Linked DNA regions of Callithrix jacchus: region 2 is linked to region 1. The links are chromatin contacts, called in public Hi-C maps. All regions are on one chromosome and are shown on one strand. The core of a region is the stretch at or near the end of the contact, and the rest is flanking DNA. Distances in the headings are between cores, read along the strand shown. Region 1 overlaps SREBF1 (sterol regulatory element binding transcription factor 1). Region 2 has its middle 41 kb from the start of RAI1.

Region 1 (4,774 bases), core at 642-3,141:
GCCAGGGCTAGTGGCCTGGTCTGATTGTCACTCTTCTGCCCTGGTCCCAACAGGAGACCCCTGCCCAGGGCGGCTCTGCACTCATTCAAGGCTGCCCGGGCCCTCCTGGGCTGTGCCAAGGCAGAGTCTGGCCCAGCCAGCCTGACCATCTGTGAGAAGGCCAGTGGGTACCTTCAGGACAGCCTGGCTACCACACCAGCCGGCAGCTCCCTTGACAAGGTGAGGGGTGGGGCCAGGGGCCTGGCAGGGCTGGGGGACTCAGGCTTCCATTCTCTGGTCCTTCTCCCCAGCCCCCAGGGGCCCCAGAAGACCATAGGATTAGCCCTCGAAGTGCAAGCTGGGGATCCAGCAGACCTTGTTTTCTGGCTAAGGCTTCTGTCGAGGGGAGAGGGGTTGCCCCTATCTGGCCTCGGTTTCCCCACCCCTGGGAGGAGGGGGGTGGATGATGTGGCAGGATCCCTTCGGAGGCCCTGCATCAAGAGGCCTGGACAGCTGCTCAGGGCCAGTGGCGGGTGTGGGGGCCGAGAGAGGCGGGCGGCCCCGTGGTGCATTGCTGTTGCATTGCATGTGTGTGAGGCGGGTGCAGTGCCTCGGCAGTGCAGCCCGGAGCTGGCCCCTGGCACCGTGGGCCCCCATCCTGCCCCTCCCAGAGCTGGAGCCCTGGTGACCCCTGCCCTGCCTGCCACCCCCAGGCCGTGCAGCTGTTCCTGTGTGACCTACTCCTCGTGGTGCGTACCAGCCTGTGGCACCAGCAGCAGCCCCCGGCCCCGGCCCCAGCAGGCCAGGGTGCCAGCAGCGGGCCCCAGGCTTCCGCGCTTGAGCTCCGTGGTTTCCAGCGGGACCTGAGCAGCTTGAGGCGGCTGGCACAGAGCTTCCGGCCTGCCATGCGGAGGGTGAGTGCCCATTGGTCCCCTCCTTCAAGATGGGGAGGAGTCAGGTAGTGGTGGAGAGGGAAGAGCCTGAGTTTCCACTCTGCTGGTCCCCCTTGCTCAGGTGTTCCTACATGAAGCCACGGCCCGGCTGATGGCGGGGGCCAGCCCCGCACGAACACACCAGCTCCTGGACCGCAGTCTGAGGCGGCGGGCAGGCCCTGGCGGCAAAGGAGGTGAGGAGCACCTGCTGACCAGGGCTGTGCTGTCTGCCTAGCAGGGAAGGGCTCACATGGGGTGTGTCAAGGGAGACTGCGTGTGTGTCAGATGAGACAGGCCTGGAGTGGTGGCTCACACCTGTAATGCCAGCACTTTAGGAGGCTGAGGCGGGAGGACGGATTGAGCCCAGGAGTGGGAGGTGACCGTGAGCCTGGGCGACAGGAAGGAGACCCTTTCTGAAAAAAAAAAAAAAAATCATCTTGATGGTTACCTGACAGTTCCTTTCATGAGAAATCAGTGGGGCGACTGTCATTTGTGTGATACAGGACTGCACGTGCATGAATCAGTATGTGGACTTTACGTGGGGGCTGAGGCAAGGGTGGTGAGAAGGGGACCTGCCAGCTCCGTGTGCTAGGTACAGGGAGGGGGCAGAGCTTTAGCTTGTGTGTGGGCAGGGCTCCAGCGGGGGCGTGGCCAGCTCGAGCCCCACCCCTGACATCCCCGTTTGCGCAGGCGTGGCGACGGAGCTGGAGCCGCGGCCCACGCGGCGGGAGCACGCGGAGGCCTTGCTGCTGGCCTCCTGCTACCTGCCCCCCGGCTTCCTGTCGGCGCCCGGGCAGCGCATTGGCATGCTGGCTGAGGCGGCGCGAACGCTTGAGAAGCTCGGCGATCGCCGGCTGCTGCACGACTGTCAGCAGATGCTCATGCGCCTGGGTGGTGGGACCACTGTCACTTACAGCTAGACCCCGCGGTGTTCTCAGCCTCAGCGCCCCTGCCTCCAGCCACCCGGGTTCCGTGCGGCTTCTGTCCTGCGTCGGAGCGCTGAAAGCCGAAGGCAGCGCCAGAGATCCTGGCCTCCAGGGTTCACCCGCGGCTGCACTGTCCCTTCCGCGTGGAAGGCCTGAGGGGCGCAACTACGACTCGAAGAGCGGCTGCCATGACAGTGCTGACCTCTGGTGGCCAATCTGGGCACTGCAGGGGCTGAGCCGTTAGCGGGGGAGGGGGCCCTCCTTGCTCTGCAGGCACCTTAGTGGCTTTTTTCCTTGTCTAGAGGGAAGAGAGGTGTACACCTCCCTGCGCTGACGGAAGCCAACTTGGCTTTCCCGGACTGCGAGTGGGGCTCGGCCCCGGACGCCCCTCTCTCCCGCGTGGGAAGATGTGTACATAGTGTAGCGTGCCTGACCTGAGGCTCCTGTGCTACTCTGCCTTTTGCAAACTTTATTTTCATAGTTTGAGAAGTTTTGTACAGATAATTAAAAATGAAATTATTTATGATCTGGGATTTGTTTCTTTAGCTGATGGATGTGCTGACCAGTGAGAGTGCTTGGGCCCTCCCCCCATCACCTAGACAAAGGCTTCCCATCCCCCGCCGTGTCCGCTAGGGACAGGACTCTCGGATGTTAGTGTGGGGAGGGCTGGCTGTATGGCCTCCAGCTGACCTGTCGCCTGCTTCCAGGGCACGTGTTTGGGCTCTGTCAACCCTTCGGGCCTCGATGGGCTCAGCTGTGCCTTACTTCCTCGCTCTGCCCCCGTCAGGTCCCTGGGTGGCGTGGGAGGGTGGACTGTCCTCCAGAACCCATCTGTTGTATGACAGGAGCTCGGGTCTCCCTGTAAGTCTGCCATGTCTCACTTCCCCCTTCCTGGCCCCTGGTCACTTCATAGCAGAGAAGCTTCCGATCTCCCTCCCAACCTGAGGCCACACTGGAGAGGGGCCACAGTGGCGGGGGAGGTTTCCTGTTCTGTGAAGGGCAGACTCCCTGACTCCATTTGTGCCCCCAACCCCTCCCTTCATTCCCATTCCCCAATTAAAGCCTGGCCCGGCTCCCAGCTGAATTTGGTCGGAATCCACTGGCTGCAGATTTTCCAAAACAATCGTTGTATCTTTATTGACTTTTTTTTTCTGAATGCAATGACTGTTTTTTACTCTTAAGGAAAATAAACATCTTTTAGAAACAGCTCGATACACACAATCTTCAGTGTGAAGCAATATACTAATAAGAACACTAGTCGTCTTAACATTTACAGTCTTCATATATATTATATATATGTATATGTATACATATATATACACTATATAACGAGGCCAGATATAATACACACGTTAACCATTTTACAGTCATATGTACAGAAAGTTGCTAGGGCAGCCCTGAGCTGGGGGCTGCGTCAGGCCTATCGAAGCGCGGACAGAGCTGAGGACACAGACGGACAGGCGGACGGACTGGCAGGGACTGGCCCGGGCCGGTGGTGGCTGCGTGGGCAAGGGGCATCGCCGTAGCCCACACCCGGCAAAAGCCCGGTTGGGGCTCTGTTGCAGGCGCACGACGCACGGCGGCGACACACGGGAGAAGCGAGCATGTTCCCAACATATATACATTCTATGTAACATATATATAGAGGGGTACACAGGTTTTGTACACGAATCTAGCGCTGTCCCTGCTCCCGTGCCGAGTGGGCGCGGCGGTCCCTGGTGATGCACAAATGTCGCGCGTCCGCCGGAGATTCGTTCTGGTCGCTTCTTGCGTTCTGCGCTCCCAAACTGGGTTTCAGGGGTGGGTGGAGGACTGGAAAGAGGACGAACAGAGAGGCCAAAGGGTGTCCCAGTCCCGCCCATATTCGGGGCGTTCACAACCCCTGAGCATAGCCCAGGACTACCCCGGCTTTGCCCGAACCGCACGAAAGATCTGGCAAAGGCTGTGCGGGAAGGGCCCCGGACGCGTTCCGCACGGTTTGTTCCAAAGGCTCCGGCCCCTCCCGCGCCGGTCTAGCCGGCTCCCAGAAAGGCTTTCTTTCTCCCCCGCCTCGTCCACAGAGCTAGGAACCGCCCTCCGCCTCTTCCAGGACTGTTTCGACCCCCACCCCCAAGCCCAGGGCTCCCAGCTGCACGCCACGACCGACTGGGTGGAGGCAGCACCCACGTGTAATGTGTGCCACGTCGTCTTGAGATTCCGGAGGGGAAAACCGTCCCCAGACCAAAGCCGTTTCCCATCCCCGCCAGAGGCTGAGCGTCCCGGGGAGTCTGGCCACTCGGCGGGCTCCACCTCTGCAAGCCTGGCCCCTGGGGTGGGCAAGAAGGCCCTGTGACGTCCGGTTCCCGGAGCAGGCAGCTCCGGAACGGGTTTTCCTCCCAACCCGGGCCGCAAGTCTGAGCCCTAAGCAGCCGGATCCAGGATCCGGGACCCGGATCAAGGATCGGCTCTGGACCCGCGCTGGGAGCAGCTCAATGGCCCGGGGGCTGCGCAGGCGGCTCCTCTCCTTCGGCGGCGGGCGGGCAGGCGGGCTCCGGCGGCTCCTCCAGCCGTTGGGGTGGATTACAACGGCAGCCTCTGCAAAAGACCCGGCCAGTTACCGACGACCGCGGACTTCAGTCTACAGGCTCCGCTCCCCAGATCCCCGACCCGGGTGACGCGGGAGCGCGGCAGGGGTCTCCGCCCGAGACCGCTGGCCCTACCTCGTCCACCTTCACCTTCGTGCCGCCGTCCCGCACCCCCGCCTGTCCTACTCTTACCTATCTGGGTGGGCTGCGGGAAGGCCGTCCCAGGGACGCCCCCCAGGCCCTGGCTGCCCCTGCCCCGACGCCTACAGGTCTTTGGCGGCGGCGGCAGCGGCAGCGCGCAAGTGGACTGCGGCTGGGGCTCTAAGGGGTGGGCGGGGAGAGCTCCCTCCGTCTCGGGCTGGGTCCTGCGGGG
Region 2 (4,774 bases), core at 1,659-4,158, 130 kb after region 1:
GTTTCTCCCAGGCCCCTCAGGAAGCAGCCTGGGGAAGCCATCCCCCAACAAGCCCGTCACCCGACTCATCTAAAGTCTGACAGCACAAGATCCACAGAGACCTGAGCATGCCCTTGCTAAGGATCAAAGGGACCCACAGGAGACCATGTCCGGGCTCTCACCCTCTCCACCTCACCTGGCCCTCCTGCCAGGAAGCATTTCTGAGCGTCCTGTGTTCTAGGCCTCACCTTTGGCGCTGGGCCACAGTGAGCAAGGAGACGTGCGTTTAGGCCTCGATGCTCCAGCTTCATGGGGAGGACAGACACTGGCAGAATTGCCGATAATTCCATGATAAACGTTATACCATGAGTATAGACAAAGGGAGATGACTCATTCTGCCTCGGAGGTCAGAGGAAAAGGAGACGGGACGTCTGTTTTGGTCTGGGGCGGCAGGGAGGAAGGTGAAGGGCATCCCAGGTGGAAGAACAGCCCAGCCGGACGCACAGAAGCAGGGATGCACATGGCTGCACCTTAACAAGGAGGTGCTGGCTGTGGCTGGAGGGGACGGGACGGAATGAGGGCAGGGCAGGCAGAGGACACCAGAAAGGGCCCTGGGCAGCGTGGGAAGCACTACAGATGGGACCTTTATTCAGAAGGCAGCAGGAGCCACTGGAGGTTATCTGCTGGATTGAGAAAGACCACTCTGACAGTGCTGCTGGCTAGTGGCTGGGAGGGGGCAGGGAGGCCAGTGAGGAGGTCCCGGCAACAGCCCAGCCTCTTCCGCCACCATTCTTTCCGAGCCAAGTCCTCCCCTCTTGGCCACAGCACACAGGCCACGTCCTGCCAGCCTCCAAAGACTTGTTCTGCCCACTATGTTCCCTTTGCCAGGAACGCCCCTGTCATTCTTACCTCTCCATGCCTGAAGCACCTGCTCAAAGCCCCCTCCTCCAGGAAGACCCCAGCTCTGGTCAAGGCCTCAGCTGTTAGCTGGGTCCCAATCAGCCGCTGGCCTGTGAACGCTTGTGGCCAGTGCAGGGATGTTTCCTGCTTGGACCGAGGCATTAGCACAGAAACAGTGGGTCCTTGGAAAATCCCCATTCCCTTGGGCCCAGCGCCCAGGTGCCCTTTCCACAGAGATGCTGCTCTGCACACACCGTTGCTGTTGCGTGCACCTCCTCCCTCCCTGTGGAGCCACACATTGGACGGGGGATGAAACAGACACCCAAGCCATGACCACAGACAGCTGTTAAAAGCAATGAGTTTCAAACATGGGCTGCCACAGATAGAATAGCAATAATAATACAATAATGACGGCAGTAATCAGCATTTATTGGCATAAGCCCTGCGCTAAACTGCGTATGGATTAACTCCCTACATCTTCACTTCAGTCCCATGAGGTCTGTACTGTGAATCTCCTGATTTTAAGAAGGGGACACTGAGGCACAGAGCGGTAAATGGCCCGTTCAGTATGTGGTGGAGCCAGGAATCAATCCAGAACGTGCCCTGAAGGACTTCGCCACACAACCAACCTCTCTGAGACGAATGGAGAAGAAGGAAGCTGCCTGGTGAGAAGCCACAGGGTGTCCCCGTTTGGGGAAAAATAAAACTTTGCACGTACTGGTATATGCGATATATGTGTGCATTAAGGTGAGTAACAAAAAGTCTGGAAGGCAACGTTCAAACTGTTAACTGGGGTTACCTGCAGGGAGGGCACCAAGGGAACTTTCACTTTTACTACATATATCTCTGGCTTATTTGCATTTTTCACCCAAGTATCTGAGTGTTACTTGATAGTTTAAAACGGGAGGAATTATTAGGGTTGCAATTAACATTTGTTGAATGAATAGATGGCAAATTAATTTCCTAGGCCTGTTTTTTTCAGATGCTGGGTATGACCCATCAGTAGATTGCAAAATTAATTTCGTGGGTAGCAATCAGTAATTTAAAAAAAACCCAAATACACTAGAACAGAAAGTATCATAGACCAGCAGACATAGTAAGGGAGTTGTTTCAGTAAACTTTTATTTCAGTTAGATACAGTGGGTATGACCTGTGTAGCTGCCTAAGATGTTATTTCTTACTGCAGGTCATCGGCAAGAGTATCAAAGCCATTGGTCCAGGGTTGGGACTGTAAAGAGGAGTAAAGCTGGGAGCAGTGACTCACTGCTATCATCTCAGCACTTTGGGAGCCAAAGAGGGAGGATCGTTTGAGCCCAGGACTTCAGGACCAGCCAGGGCAACCGTGGCGAGACCCCTGCTTCTAGAAAAAATAAAAATAAAAATTAGCTGGGTGTGGAGACTGAGGCTGGAGGATTGCTTGAGCCCAGGAGGCTGAGGCCGAAGTGAGCTATGTTCGTTCCACTGCACTCCAGCCTGGGCCGCACAGCAAGACCCTGTCTCAAAAATAAAGAGGAGTAAGACAGAGCTTCTGCCTACAAGACCCCATGGTCAGTGGAAGAGAAAGGCAGCTCCAGCACCCCTGAGTTCCATTTATCTCTGCAAAGCCTGAGGAATGCTGGGCTGCTGGGAAGTCCTATTCTGCCCACTCCACAGTTGGCTTCTGGGGCCTGGATCTCGCCTTTATACATTCTCCTCCTCCTCTCCAAGGCGTCTGCTTCTGAGAGCTTTTGCCAGAGTTATGGGGCTGAGCCTGCCCTGGGATCAGAATGACTGTGTCCACTTCTATGTCACGCAAAAGGCCACTTCTCCTTGCTGCTGGGCCCTGAATGTACCGGCTGGCCTGTCAAGAGAGGGAGGGGTGGGAAACTAGAAGATTCCTTTCCAGCTTCCAGATACCGAGGGCCACGTCCCAGAGAAGCCTCTGAAAAGGCAGCTGTATGGTCAGCTGGAGGAGCCACCATTCAACCTGCGGCGAGGGCCGTCCCCCACCTCGGGTGGGCCTGACTTTGAGCAGAGCGAGGTGTTTTGGAGAATGGAGAGGAGCAGTGGCAGGAAGAGAAGCAGAGCCCCCAGCTCGGGGCTCCCATCACGCTGGCGCCTCCACATCAGAGCTCGCCTAACCCACCCCCGCCTCTCCTCCCAGGGCAGCAGACAACTAAAAAAAGATAAAATAAAAAGAAGTAATTCCCCTGCTCTGACGTCAGTACTAGATCTTAACAGCCCGGCAGCGGCATGAAACTGGATTGCAACCAGATGTAATGCCCTTGAATTTTCAACACACTGCTGCGTTGGAAAAGACATAAAGCGAAGGGGTGTGGGGGGGTGGGCAGTATTGGTGGGAGGAACCGTGCAGGTCCCGCGTAGGTCCCTGAATCCCGGCCCACCGAAACCGCGGGGAAGGCGGCGCGGGAGGGGAGGGCAGCGCACGGAGCAGCGCGGGGCCGGCTCCGCCATTCAGGCGCGCGGCCTCCCCTCCCCCAGCCCCCACCGGCGCATTGTTACACTCGCTCCCATCCATTCAGAGCCCGAGGCCCGCCGCGCCCCTGCCAGCCCCGGCTCCGCGCAGGAGGGCACCGCTGCAGCCCGCACTCCGGACCCTGCGTGGACTGGAGAACGACGAAGAGCACCAGGAAGGGAAACTGCTCGCCGGGGAAACGGGCGCCCCAGGAAGCTGGGGCCGTGACGGCCTTGGGCCTGGCTGGTGTTTCGCTTCCCCTCGGCCCCACCACGGAGGCCCCTGGCGCGACTAGGCTCCAAGTGTCACCCTCGCGTCCTGCCACCCCCTGTCCCCGCCTCACTCGGCTCCCATGTCCTCCTCCCGGGTTCCCTGCCTTCAAGGCGCCGTGGGGGGGGGGGGGACCGGCCTCGAGTAAGGCGGCGGGCTGCGCCGCTGTCTATGAGGCGCCAGGCTCGCGTGTCCGGGGCCCCCGCCCGTGACGTCACCCCCGAAGGGCCCGTGCGCCCCGGGCCTGGCCGCTACAGAACTCCTCAGGTCGCGAGGGCCGCTTCCTGCCCGGCCTCAAGGCCTGCGCATAGGCCCGGGCGCCGCTGCCCGGATGGGGACACCGCAGAGAGCCCGCGCACCCCATCTCGCCACGCACGGCCCTCGCCGGCCCTGACTCCCACTAGACGGCCACACCGGGCCGCGGTCACGCATGGAGAAGTCAGCTACCCGCCCCCCACTTCGGACGCACTCACAAAGCTCCCCTTGGCCCCCGGCGCCGCGCGAATATTCCCCACGTCCCCACCCCACGCTCCTCCAACACTCCACGCCTCGGCGCACGCAGAGCCCCTGCCACACTCGTCCCTCGCGCCCCCACCCGACCTCAGCTCCGCACACATCCCCAGAAGACCCTCAGCCGCGGCACAGGGCGCCCCCACCCTACAGCTCCCCAGACGTCCATCCGGTGACCTCGAGCACCCCCCCACACACCACACAAAGCAAGGACCCCGCGGACCCCACATCTCAACCCAGCGCGCGCGCTCGGCCCCTGAATCCGCCTCCGCTCCTTACCCGGCCCAAGATCCCGACGTCTCGCGCCGCCACCGCCCCGGGGCAGCGTCCACTGGGCCCCCCGCGCCCGGGCGCTCGTTGCTCACCTCGGCGCCCGCGCTCACTCGGGGGCCCTGGGTCTGGCGCTGCGACTTCGCGGCCCGGAGGCCTGGGTGGCCATGGGGGGTCCGGGCGCGGCAGCCCGGCCGGCCCGCGGCCAGGCAGGAAGGAGGGTGGGCCGCGGCGCCCCCTCCTCGCGCCGGCGCTCAGGTCGCGAGCAGGGGCGGCCTGCTCAGCTCGCCTCTCGCCCTCGCCGCCCTCGCTCTCCCACTCGCCTCTCGGAGCCCAGCCGCGGGCGGGGGCGGCGCCCAGGAGCGCTGGGAGCGGGCGGCGCGGGGATCC

Evidence for each region. Hi-C and Micro-C count contacts between places; a contact is called where the count stands out from the background.
Region 2: a contact with region 1 is called in a Hi-C map of skeletal muscle, with 3 times the contacts expected there. The contact joins two enhancer-like sites. A contact is called at or near these places in 2 of 3 Hi-C or Micro-C datasets (induced pluripotent stem cells and skeletal muscle).

Annotation. Positions count from the first base shown.
Region 1 is chr5:69,337,325-69,342,098 of calJac240_pri, forward strand. SREBF1 (sterol regulatory element binding transcription factor 1) reads left to right here. Exons shown (of 18, transcript XM_078372552.1): 15 at 54-219; 16 at 693-893; 17 at 994-1,105; 18 at 1,602-2,363. The coding sequence ends at 1,831. It overlaps RAI1 (retinoic acid induced 1), which reads right to left. Exons shown (of 5, transcript XM_035299601.3): 5 at 2,948-4,411. The coding sequence ends at 4,397. Among named protein-coding and RNA genes, the nearest start is that of SREBF1, 25 kb to the left of the region's middle. Within about 2 kb of position 1,892, at least 12 of the 16 cell types and tissues checked have an H3K27ac peak or open chromatin away from gene starts, as enhancers often do. A contact at or near this core is called in skeletal muscle, where this site is marked.
Region 2 is chr5:69,465,108-69,469,881 of calJac240_pri, forward strand. No RefSeq gene overlaps it. Among named protein-coding and RNA genes, the nearest start is that of RAI1, 41 kb to the left of the region's middle. Within about 2 kb of position 2,909, at least 14 of the 16 cell types and tissues checked have an H3K27ac peak or open chromatin away from gene starts, as enhancers often do. A contact at or near this core is called in skeletal muscle, where this site is marked.